2 separate regions of the Arachis hypogaea genome follow, and region 1 is linked to region 2. The links are chromatin contacts, called in public Hi-C maps. All regions are on one chromosome and are shown on one strand. The core of a region is the stretch at or near the end of the contact, and the rest is flanking DNA. Distances in the headings are between cores, read along the strand shown. Region 1 has its middle 37 kb from the start of LOC112741947. Region 2 holds the start of LOC112741947 (BOI-related E3 ubiquitin-protein ligase 1).

The links. Hi-C and Micro-C count contacts between places; a contact is called where the count stands out from the background.
Region 1: a contact with region 2 is called in a Hi-C map of leaf, with 4 times the contacts expected there. The contact joins the enhancer-like site here to the promoter of LOC112741947 in region 2. A contact is called at or near these places in 3 of 8 Hi-C or Micro-C datasets (leaf and an unstated tissue).

The regions. Positions count from the first base shown.
Region 1 is chr14:34,419,030-34,425,817 of arahy.Tifrunner.gnm2.J5K5, reverse strand. No RefSeq gene overlaps it. Among protein-coding and RNA genes, the nearest start is that of LOC112741947, 37 kb to the right of the region's middle. Within about 2 kb of position 4,902, at least 3 of the 3 cell types and tissues checked have open chromatin away from gene starts, as enhancers often do.
Region 2 is chr14:34,380,494-34,387,246 of arahy.Tifrunner.gnm2.J5K5, reverse strand. It overlaps LOC112741947 (BOI-related E3 ubiquitin-protein ligase 1), which reads left to right and starts at 2,301. Exons shown (of 2, transcript XM_025791141.3): 1 at 2,301-3,288; 2 at 3,382-4,140. The coding sequence starts at 2,860. The coding sequence ends at 3,942.

The sequences.
Region 1 (6,788 bases), core at 3,653-6,152, 36 kb before region 2:
CAGCCAACAATTCTTACCCGAGCTGAAAAAAAAGGGAGCTCATATTATACTTGGCAGTAGCAAACAAGGCCATAGCCTCTGCCCTCGTCCGAGAAGACAAGAGTGGACAACAACCCGTCTACTTTACCAGTAAGGCCTTACAAGGGGAAAAACTCAATTATCAAAAAATAGAAAAGTTTGCCTATGCTCTTGTCCTTGCCTCCAGAAGACTCCGACCTTATTTTCAAGCTCATAAATAAAAATCTGAACTAACCAACCCATGAAGAATATCCTCCAAAAGACGGATATCGCGGGTCGAATGCTACAGTGGGTCGTCGAGTTGTCCAAGTTCGATTTGAAATACGAAACTCGTACAACAATCAAATAACAATACCTTGCCGACTTCTTGGCCGAGTATACAGGAGCCCAAGGAGATCCTACCGTCTGGCATCTATATATAGATGGCTCATCAAACAAAGCTAGAAGTGAAACGAAAATCATTCTTGAAAATGAAGAAAGAACTCAGATAGAGAGCTCTCATGAAAAATTGAGTTTCCAGTCTCCAATAATCAAGCAGAATATGAGGCCATACATGCTGGCTTGAGACTAGCCAAAGAAGTCAAAGCAGCAAAATTAATAGTTTTTAGTGACTTTCAAGTTATAACTTCCCAAATAAATAGGACTTACCAAGCCAAAGATCTCAATACGAAGAAGTACTTGGAGAAAATATTAGAACAATTAGCTCAATTCCAGGAAGCAGAAGTCAGGCATATAATTTAAAAATTGAATATCCGAGCTGATGCCCTTTCCAAATTGGCTAGCACCGAGCCAAGGGACAACAATAAAAGTCTAATTCAGGAAACTCTCCACACCCCATCAGTGATCAAAGAAGTCGACAAATCGGGCGTACTGACAGTCACAAATTTGAATTTGGGGTGGACGACTCCCATCATCGAATTACTTAAATTTGATGTCCTCCCTAAAAAGGAAAAAGAGGCGAGGAGACTCATAAGGACGCACAGAACTATACTTTGGTGCACAATGTACTTTATAGAAGAGGAATCTCTACACCCTTACTAAAGTGTGTTCCGACCTCGTCAACAGAAGAAGTCTTAGGAAAAGTCCATAGTGGTATTTGTGGAAATCACTTGGGAGCTAGATCACTAGCTAAGAAAGTCTTGTGAGTAGGCTTCTACTGGCTGACCTTATAAAAGGAAGCGGCCGACTTTGTTAAAATTTGCCAGCCCTGATAGAAGCATGCTAATTTCCACATAGCACAACCAAAAGAATTTATTAGCATCACCTCACCTTGGCCATTTACAAAATGGGGCTTGGATCTACTCAGACCATTTTCTCAAGCACCCGAACCGGTGAAATACCTCATAATCGGAATTAATTATATCACTAAGTGAATTGAAGCGGAATCTCTGACAACCATCACGACCTAAAGAAGTTGGTACCCAGTTTACCAACTCAACCTTCAGAAGTTTGGTGGCAGCCTTAAGATTAAGCATCAATGCATGTCGGTAGAGCACCCTCAGGCCAATGGACAAGCAGAAGCTGCGAATAAAATTATACTGGCTGGGCTCAAGCGAAGACCACAAGATGCAAAGGGAGCATGGGTCGAAGAGCTTTCCCAAGTCTTGTGGACATATTATTAGACAATTCCTCATTCAACAACTGAGGAATCCCCATTCCGACTTGCCTATGGCATAGAAGCCATGATTCTCATAGAGGTTAACGAAGAAAGTCCAAAGGTTAGATTCTATAATAAAGTGGGAAACACTCAAGTTCAAATGGAAGAACTCGATCACCTTCCAAAAATCTGAGATCAAGCTCAGATAAGGGAGGAAGCATTGAAGCAAAGAATGACCATAAAGTACAACAAGAAAGTCATTAGAAGAAACTTCGGCGTGAACAACCTAATATTGATCCGAAATGACAACGTCGTAAAGAAGTCGGGCAAAAAAAAGTTGGCTGCAAACTGGAAAGGACCTTAGAAGATCATCGAAAGGGTTACTTCAAAGTGTCCAATCTACAAGGGAACGAACTCCCAAGGTCGTAGCACGCATGTAACATAAAAAGGTACTACAGTTAGAAAGCGAACCTTATTCCCTAAATACTCTTTTTCCTTAGTTCATGGTTTTTTTCCAAAAAGGATTTTTCTGGAGGGGTTTTAACGAGGCATCATAACAAGGGCTAGGAGTTAGACATAAAGAAAACTCTTAGTAGTGAAAAGCACTTGTAAATCATTTTCATTAATGATAATTCATCCTTTATTCTATTGATTGTTCTACCACACGCACTAATTTAAACTCGAAAAAGTGCAAGAATTATTGCCCGACCAAGATGGTCGGCAAGATAAAGCGACGAGGTCCAAATTAGTAGAAGAAGTTATATAAGTAGATGGTGACCTAACCTCATTAAAGCCACTTAAAAGAAAGTTGGCAAAAGAGGCAAGCCTAAAACGAATCGCAGAAATAACTTGATAAAACCGACTACTTAAAGTCGGTACCTAACTTATAGAATGTCCCGACTAAGGAAACATATAGTCTCGACCTCGTAAAAGAATGATCTAACTAAGTGTCCAACCTCCACCGGCCGACACCCCCAAAATAGGTTATCTGGCCTCGTAAAATAACTCAGCCAAATCAAGTTCAAAAGAGAGTCCTCAGTAACTTGTCAAAATTTTTACTAAGATACAAAGCTACAGAAATCCGAAAGTAGCTACAACAACTCACAATTTAAGCAAAGATATTCAGAAGATATTTGTTAATTCACATAAAAACTACCACAAAATAAATTATAAAAATTTTTTTAAAGGGCCATAGAATACCAGAGAGTTTATGAAAATAAACTAAGAAATGCCTTGTTCGCCAGTGGTCAAGTCAGCAACACCTTCATCTTAAGTTGCAGGGAGGGTCTCGACAAAGGGGTTTGAAGAAGAGGGAAGTTCTTCATCCATTTGAGTCGGGAAGCCTTGGGAGTTCTCCTTAGCTCGGGGACTTATTGTTTTTAGATCTCCAGAAGGAAGGTCATCAGCTACAGGAGGGACAATCCTCCCTTCAACCACAACCAAAAAGGTTACAACAAACAGATATATTTTTAAGGAACATCAACAAAACACCACCAAGAAATCATTTTTTTACACAAACACCAACTGCGTCAGAGGCACAAATGCATTATCCAGCAAGAAACATGGGTGCAAAAAATAAAACAAGAAAGGCAAGACCAACCTTGATGGAGGATCGATTGAAGGAATGCACGTAATAGCAAAACACGAACGTTCCAGAAATCTTCAAGCAAGCACGAATGACAATTCAAAGTAGAAATTCAAGACAGAAAAATCTTGAAATGAAAAATGGAGTTACGATGAAATGAAAAGCCTTGAGAGAGATGAAGTAAAAATCCCAGAAGAAGAAGCAAAAAGAAGAAAGAAAAAAGGGGTTGAATATATATAAGACTCTAGAGGCCAAACAGTAAATTCACCCTCCCTCATTTATGACGCGCACGGTTACTCAAGTAACCATAAGAAACGTGCGAAGGATTATAAAAAGACGCAACGTTTCAGATTCACGAACACGTCGAGTACCTGACCTAACTCCTCGAAAGGCGGTTTACCCGACGTGATAAACCAACACCGTAATAAGACAAGTCCGACTTGTAAATGCTTGAGTCCGATCTGATGAAGTTCGGTCTCAAATAGGAGCAGTGTTCATATCTTGGCACAAAGAACAACCAGGCCCAAAGTAAGTAAACCCAAACAACATATAAAGGCTTCACTAGCACTTACCCGACCTTGTGAAGGTCGGGCTCGACAACACCAACATCAGTCCTACCTACCCAAATTAATAACTACTATAATCTCTTCCATTCATCTAGAAGGAAAATCTCAACAACCTTCTCAACAAAAGTGGACGGTTATCCACCATTAAAGGTAGAGTTATTCAAAAAGGTGGTTATGGACTCTACATGTACAATTATAAATACTCTGACACCTTCAGGTACACTTTGGACTCAATCTACTAAAAACCTGCTTAAACCCTTACTAACTTAAGCATCGGAGTTTCTTGTAAGTACTACCCCCACCTCCTCACGAGGAACTCGGATGGTGGCACCTCGACATAGTAGACATCGGACGCTTCCCAAAAAACGTTTGAACCTCACATTCAAATAAAAAAACCCAATTTCAAGTAACCTTCGGAACACTTACCATCTTGACCAATGATAGACCCATTTCTTATTCATCCACTGGTTCAATATAGTTTTCGCTATACATATTGTAACCATCTATTTTTATGTTTGACGATTAGGCCCATTAACAATAATCATATCAAAGAAATCCAAAATTATGAATTTGAATCTAGACACCACGAACCTATTTTTTATGGATCACTATTGTCATCAATGGAAACATCGAAAACGATTAATCATCATCAGGTACATCTTTTCTTCTCTTTGTCCCCCCCCCCCCCCCTTTCTTGATGAAAAGATACATAGTTATGCGTCTTTTATGATGAAGATTAAGATAGTAGACAAGAACTTGTGGTGGAGTGGTGGTAGAATATATGAAATGGATGGAACAAAAGATAAGATAGCAACATAAGATTGTACATTTGGACCTCACTGATTTAGATGGAATAAGCAATCCTTTCAAGTTTCAAGGACACATCTAATCTTTTGATTTATGTCGGCTTCATCCTCTTTTTTCTGGTGATGAAACTATTTCATGTGGATCCAACTCCTAATAAAATAAGAGTCCACTACTATGAAAAAATTTTGCTTTACTTCAGAGTTTAGATCAGTGGGTAAATGGCTCTTTTTAAGGCCTCAAATCAGACTCTTCTGATGGGCTTTCATTGTCCCTGTGGGCTTTTACCCATTAAATATTAAAACTCAGGTTGGAATTTTTTATAACTAAGCCCATTATATTTTCTAAACTCACTCTTTTTGTGTATTCTACTACGTGTCCTATTAATCTAGTCCATAAAATAACTCTTAACAAAAATATAATGTAATGAATTTTTATCCTTTTTCTTTTGGTAGAATCGAGTAGACATGAATTTGCCATTCAATTTTTTAAATACCTAAACGAACTTGTTTAATTTGTTTTCCAAATGTAACGTAATGAACCATCGAAAAAAAACCTGAGTAGGCCCAAATTTAATTCAACAATTTGTTTTAAGACACGATTCTATTGCTTATCAATAAAAGATACTAAAATATTAGAGGAGTAATAACTTTTGGTTTAAAGCTACCTAATACACTAAATTTTTGACATTTTATTAATTTATGCACATAAATATGTACATGTGAATCATGTTATTAACTTTTTTATTAGTGTTAATTATATATTGGCCAAAAAGTTGTTGGTCATCTACTCATCTAACCGGACCGTAAAAATATAGTATTCCTTAATTTCTCATTGTCATTATTATTTATTAAACTAAATAATGACACTGACATATTTTGTTATCTAATTTCAACCCATCTTAGAATTATAATAATATACGCATGAATGAACACATAATCTCCCATCAAATTAAGGTCAATCTTCAATAAGCATTTTGTCACCTTCAATCATGGCCAGGGAATTGAAATTCCACAAAAAAGCATTTGCATAGGTCCAACAAAAACATTGATGCAAAGAAAATACCAACACATCTATCATCTATATATATCTTAACGTATATTATCATCTCTCTGTTTTTGACATATCCTGTTATTCAAACTTAAAAACGATTTATGATGAATCAACATGTTTTGTTTACATTGGTCAAAACAGGCCATAGGAAAACTGAAAACGGTTGACACAAGACAGGTGTTAATAGCAAATATTATTATTATGTATTAAGGCGGCAATGTGTGAGATTTTGATATACTTCATCATTATTTGCATTGTCATTGTCTAGAGCATGGATGTTTCACCTAACGAAGCTTTTATTTGATGCCAATAATGTTATTTAATTAATTTTGGTTTCCTTGCTTCTAAAGCTATACTCAACATGTTATGGATCGGAACCACAATAATAATATATATTCATAGGCTTTAATTAGTTACTGAAAAAGGGACAATTGCATATAAAATGCATTGTCAAATAATAAAATTTAATTTGTTTTTAATAAAAAAAAATTATGTTATACAGCTACTGTTCAAGTATGTCTTTGGAATACCTATTATCAAGACCCAATATTTTTATTGTATCATTGTTTTCTTGAAATAATGACATGTTTCAAGGTATTCATTTTATTGTATATATCTTTAATTTATTTTGGGATGAAAAATATCATTCATCAAACAATATAAGCCATAATTAATAAAGTGTATCTAGGAGCAAAGTTAACGTTACATCTTCTCTTCGATTTGATTTATATCTGATCTGTTATCATGTTTATTAACAATTTATTTGTTCAAACACTAACCACTATCAGGAAAGGATTATCATGTATTTTTCCACATTTAATTTATATACAACCTGTTTAGAATTTATGATGAATTATAAAATAAATTTGGTATTTATAACTTAAAGATATAATCCAAGTATAATGAGAAAATTAATCTAATATCAAATTAAATCAACAAAAAATAATATGAGCTAGATTTGGATACTCTACTAATATATAATATCTTAGATATATATTCTAACACAACTATTGTGCAGTGCTAATATCATGGGTGAGTTATTTATTTATTTATTTAACTATTAGCTCATACTCCTAGGAGTAGCTTATATCATTTGACAAATTTATTATTTTATATTAAAAATACTGAGAGTTTGTACTTACTAATTTTTTCCTTAATAATTAAG
Region 2 (6,753 bases), core at 1,052-3,551:
TAAATATACATAGCTACAATCTTATTGTTAGTAAATTTGAAGCGTTTTTTAAAAAAAATAATTTTATCTTAAATTATAGGTTTTGACATTGATGTCAATATTTTTAGTTTAAATCACATTGAGAGTAAGATGATCAAAACGATGGGCTAACATGAAATATTATGGTTCTTGAAAAATGACAAAAATTAGAAGGATCAAGGATGGTAATAACAATGAATATTGAGATCTCATGAGTCATAAGTTTCTGAACGAGGTTTTCATGAGTTTTTGTCTTGGTGGCTGCTGGTAATATGGTTTCAAATGGAATTTATATGCTACTATTAGTTAAATTGAGACATGAATATTGTTACCTATGTGTGGTAATAATCATTAAAAGTTGAGTTGATTGAGAAATATTTATGTTTATTCATAAAAGATAAGTTCATTTGATCTTTCTTTACACTTATATATATGTGGCATTTGGTCTTAATTTGGTAAAGTTTTTATTTTTTAAAAGTAATTTATAAAAATTAGTTTTTAAAAGATAACTTTTTAAGAAGTGTAAGATTTATGTTTGATAAATCAAATTAAAAATGATTTTCAATAAATATAAGGAACAATATTTATGTTTGATAAAATAATTTTTAAAATTTAAAAATATTATAAGAGACATAAATTTAAGCGTTAAACTTAAAAATTAGTTAATATATGAGATTATATTAGACTTTTAAAATTTGAAAAGCACAAGCAAACTTTAAAAAGCTCCACCTTAAATGCTAAGTATTCCAATTTTTTAAAAATTACAAGCACAAATCTTTTTGATTTACCAAACACAAAATAAAAAACTTATACTTTTAAAAAGCACAACCACTTTCTCAAAATGTTTTATCAAATTAAGCCTTAGTCTGTTAGTCTTGTAAGTTTTTTAAATTTGTAATTATATTTTATATTCAAAAAATTTTTAATTATATTTTTACATCAATTTTAAATTTATAATCAATCTTTTTTAATGATAAACGTTATAAAAATATTTTCATTCATTTTATACCACTAACCAATATGCTCAACATATTCAGGTTAAATATTTTTAAAATAATAAAAATATGATTAGGAATTTAAAATTAATATAAAAATAATTAAAATTTTTAAAAACACGAAAATTTAATTATAAAATTGATAAAATTATATATTTTTTATTATTTTAACAAAATTATATGAATCAACAAAAATATTTAATCATAATTTAAATATTTATTTTAGTTAAATGAAATTTAACATTCCAAAAATAGAATTATATACTTAATTGAGCAGATACATAAACCCATTAAAATTCATTGATATAAGAATCTTAATAAAAATATTTGATAGGCCTTTTCCATAAAATTAGTGTGAGAATCCGATACAAACGAATCCATCAAATCGTAAAAACTTCCGTTTCCCAGAGATAAGAAAGAAACAGGAAATTTCTATAGGAATATGCAAAATCGTTACAATGAAAGGAATGCACATTATTGGGCGGTGGCAGATGAATATAAATGTTGATCCAAAATTATTGTGGTCCATTAAAAAATATCTTTATCTTCGGTTCACTAAAAATGAATTAAGCACCACTAATCTAATTTAAAAAATAAAATAAAAATTAAATACTTTTTAAATAATAAATTTAAATATTTTATTGATATAATAATATATAATTTAATAATTATATATTTTTTTATATAAAAGGATAAATTCATAAAATAAGGTTGTCTAGTAGTACCTGCAGTGGTTGGATGGAGGGTGAAAGAAAAGAAAATGATGCTATACTGCAGGCATTGATTGTGGAGAGGGGTGGTAGCATGGCCAGCCATATGGCCTGCATCTGCATTTGCCTCTCTCTCTTCACCTTATTTGTTCGTACAGCGACACAACAGTTAAAACAAATGGACCAAGCCACTGCACCGGAGAAGATGGGTGTGACTGTAGATGTGGGACCCATTCAGGGCTCAGCTTTCTTGTCTCCAATACACCCCTCCCATCACGCACCTTGCACGTGCTACCCCACCCTTTGGCCCCATTCATTCTCTCCTGGACCCACGTGTCCTCTTCTCCCCACCGCCACGTCCTGCCAAAGAGTCCGCGCGTAGTTCCGTCAATGACTCAGTGTCACCTGTGTTTCTCAAACTATATTATATGTCATAATAATAAATAATAATAATAATTACGTGTAATATAATAACAGTGCTTTCATTGAGTTTCTAACCGTTACAAAATCATCCAATTCTATATTATTTTACTATATATTATGTTTTCTAGAAATGACTGGGTCCTGCCAATTACCTGAAAGGCAGGGAAAGATGTATATCTCATCTATTAGCTTACATGATTAAAGTCTTTTGTCATTGTTTCCAAAAACAAAAAATATTACAACATCAAGATAACAGTAGAATATAAACGAAAAAGCTGAAACCCCGCAAATTCCAAAACGAGTGAAAGAAGAAAAGTTAAAAGGGGAAAAAAATAAAGAAGGATACCCACAATCCCACATCACATCACATGTTTTCACTATACTAAATAGCACCTACTATTTTTTTAATTAAAGAAACAAATCTAAACCGAGGGGTAATTAAAGGGAATTGAATATGATAGATTGTTAATTAATTTATTATAAATGGAGGGAGAAATGGGGATAGGGGGTTAGATTTTCTCTGACTAGGAAGATGCGTTTGACTTTCTCTCTCTTGGTAAATAAATAAGCGAGACAGAGTCATCAACGCTCCTTTAGTAGTGGGCACCCAGTCACGCAGAAACCACAGCCCTGTTAATATTCTCTCCTCAATTGCAAGAAACAAGAGGAAAGAAAAAGAAGAGGAAAACCGAAAACACGAGAAGTAACCAACTATGGCAGTGGAAGCACCTCACAACCTCTTCCCTCCACAACAGTTTGTGAGTAACACAGAATTCATCAAGCTGAGCCACAACCAGTACCAGCAGCACAACATGATGATGGACGCTGGAATAATAACCATGAATAACAACAACAAAAATACAGCTTCAACAACAACAATGCCGGAATCGTTGCTGATGCCTCTCTACGCATCCTGCGATCCAAACTCGATAAACAAATCAGACAGCGGCCTCACATATCACCACCGCATCTCTCTCCCTCGGAAGCGTTCCAGAGAAGACTCCATAGCTGAATCATCCAACGTCCTCCCGCTTCCTCAGAAAAGCAAACTCTCTTCTCCCTTCCTCCACCACCATAACAACCTCCTCCTACACCACCTCAACAGCCAACACTCCGAGATCGACCAACTCATCTCCCAACACGTAAGCTTAGCTTCTCCATTCCGTTTCCGTTTCCGTTTCCGTTTCTGCTTTTGGAACTGCTCTAACGATTTGCTTTGTTCATCTAACTGACAGACGGAGAGAGTGAGATTGGAACTGGAGGAACAGAGAACGAGGCAGTCAAGAACGTTTCTGACCGCAATCCAAGAAGCGGTTATCACGAAGCTGAAGGAGAAGGACGACGAGATTCAAAGAATGGGAAAGCTCAACTTTGCTCTACAAGAACGCGTAAAATCGCTCTGCCTCGAGAATCAGCTATGGAGGGACCTCGCTCAGACCAACGAAGCCACCGCCAACTCCCTCCGATCCAATCTAGAACAAGTCCTCGCTCACGTCGCCACCGACGACCACCACCAACACCACAACAACAATAACGGTTACGGTTACGACGACGAGGCGGAATCGAGTTGCGCCAGCAACAACCGCCACCTCCGCCTCGAGGATGACGCCGACGACGGAGGAGACTCCGGCGCCGCCGCAGTGAGGATGTGCAAAAAATGTGGGGAGAGAGAGTCGATAGTGTTGCTGCTGCCGTGTAGGCATCTCTGCCTCTGCACAACGTGTGGGTCCACCGTTCGGAACTGCCCTCTCTGCAATTCTGGCATCAATGCCAGTGTTCATGTTAATCTCTCTTAGCACTTTTTCTTCTTTTTTTTTTTTCATACTTTGTTTTCAAATACCATCCAAAATTAGATGAAATTAGTTTTTTTTTTTTTTTGCTTTTTGTTTCTTTTGGGTGTCCAAAGGGCAGTGTAATCGTAGATAGAGTTGACTCTAGAAGGGGAAAAAAATTAGAATTCTTTTGTTAATGTACAGATTTTATTTGATTTTTCACTTTTTCTTACTGTTTTTATTTTTATTTTTTGTTCCCCTCGTTTCATAATTTGGTTATTTATTTCGTAAATCGGTTACTACTATTAGGTCGTGGATTTGGTGGGAACCGGTGGCCGTTAGAGTAGAACTTCTTGCTACTACAAATTCAGCTTCAAAGTTTTAATTAAAGAACAATAACTGCTGATTTTTATTGGAATTTAATCGTGATGAAGTTCTATTGTTGACAAAATGTCTTTGATTCAATTCAAAATCAAACCAGATTAGGCGTTAAGTTGTTCATTTTATTTAATGTTCTTAAATTTGAGCTGTGTACGGATCTTATTTCATCAGCACAATGAAGGGGTGGTTGAAGAAATTACGCTACGTTGTTTTTAAAATAAATTTAACATTGTTATTGTCTTATTGATTAGTCATGGCTATGACAATGAAATCTTTATCTTGATTTAGGTACCTCTTAATATATAATTTAAAAATATAAATAATTTTTGAGTAAGTGATAAGTGATAACTGATAAAGTGGAGGGAATTATTTAGGGGGTGATGAGTAAGATTTTGGCGGGTTGTGTCATTCTGGGTGTAATCTTTACCAGAAAAGAAATATTTAATTTCCCACTTTATATCAAAAAAGGTGGGGGAATAGTAGAAGCAACATAAGAGGAATATGTAAGTGTACTAGGAAAATTAATTAAAGTAGGAAAGAAAGATAGGAAGAAGCAAGAAGTGGTGTGTCCCCCACTTAGGTAAACCTATATATGATGGATAAAATTCTTGTGAGAAGAAAAAGAGAAGAAATCACAATCCAAGTGGGTGATGGGGCGGTGGTGGGTGCCTTAATTCATTCATATGATAGTGCATAATAATGTGGCCACCACCCAAGGAAGCATCAAATTCCCGGAAGCTGTTAATGTGAATGTGATGAATAATGAATGAGTGAGTGGCAATTTCCTTTTGTTTTTGCTTTCTCCATTGTAATCGGTTTGAATAATAATAATAATAATAAATAAATAAAGTAAAGTCCATAAAGTTGACAGAGACCTAAAATCGTCATAAAGTGAAAAAAGAAAAAACAGCAAGGATAAGTAAGACCCTGTTTGTTTGGTTGCTGCAGAGGACTCTGTTACATAAAGCCATCATCATCATCATAACACGGGCAACGATTAGAGTGGAAAAAGTTTCATATGTTCAAATCAACCAATAGGAGGCATCATCATTTTTGTTTTCTTGTTGCACTATTATGGGATGCTTCCTTCCTTCCTCCTCCCAAGTCCTACCCTCCCTTTATTTATTATTATTATTATTTGCCTAACAGTAATAGGCTTCTGCTTCAGCTTCATGCTTTTCCATCTTTGCTATAATTTCTTTGTCCCCACTCTCCTGTAAAAGGTTATCTAATTAGTGTAATTGCTTACACCACCTTCCCATTATAAAATCAAATATATTAATTAATTGTTACTATAAGCTTTATTCTCCTATATCGTATCCTACATCCGATAGTGCCATAGAGCACAAGCAAATCAGGGTAACATTGTAAGAATAAGCTTTTGCGGTTCACTCAATAAATAAGTAGTGGTACCGTACTACCTAAAATTCTTCTTTTTCAATGAAAAATGGAAATAGTTTTTTTTTTTAAGTTTTTTATCAAAAAAAAATTCTATAAAATCAACAATTTTATTAAAATTTGGCCAATATTTAATTAATAAAAAAATAAATAATTTTATATTATTAGATATAATTTTATACTCATAAAAATATTAATAATAATTAATTGATAACTACAAATTATAAAATTTATTAATCTCCTAACATTTCTCTTATAAAAAACGATGGTTTTTTTTTTTAAATTTAAGGTGTTAAGTATTAAGTATACATCTAAAAAAGTCATTTTAACGGATGAAGCAATTCAAAATAATTAAACTTGTATTTTTATTAAAGACCATATGTTGCTTAATAACTTCTAGAAACTCAAGATTGAAGTTTTCTTTTACACATTTTTATCATACTATATATAAAAGAAAATTAATCACTAAACGACCACTATATAAAAATATGTAGTTGATATCCATATTAATTTAAATAAATATGGAATATTATGGTATTAGCAGAATGAAGTGGTATAGCATGTCCTATGCCTATATATCTAACTGTTATTTTATTTCCTCCTCTCTTTTTCTCCTTTAGATATATCATCATGGTTCTTGTTAGCTTAATTAAAGAGTGTTGGGATTCTTTCTGACCAACTTCACATTTCTTCTCTTTGATTGAACAAAAGATTGAAATTCCACAGGCACTTCAGTTCAAATTAAACATCACCTCAACTAAAGATACTTATACCATTCCCACTACAATTTGTTTTCTTTTTTTCTCTTCCCTTAACTTTCTTTCTTTTTAGTTTGTCAAAACATTTATGATTGACACCATTATTAAAGTCCTAGCTTAACATGGGTTCAGTGACCCAATGACCCACATGTTTATTGATAAACCAAAGATCCAAAGAGAGATAGAGAGATAGGCCTCCTATAAACTTTATCTTCTTTTTTTTTTCTAATTATTTTATTATTTATCTTTTTCCAATATCATCACCACCAAATCTTCTCTAGTGACATTGTCTGTTGCA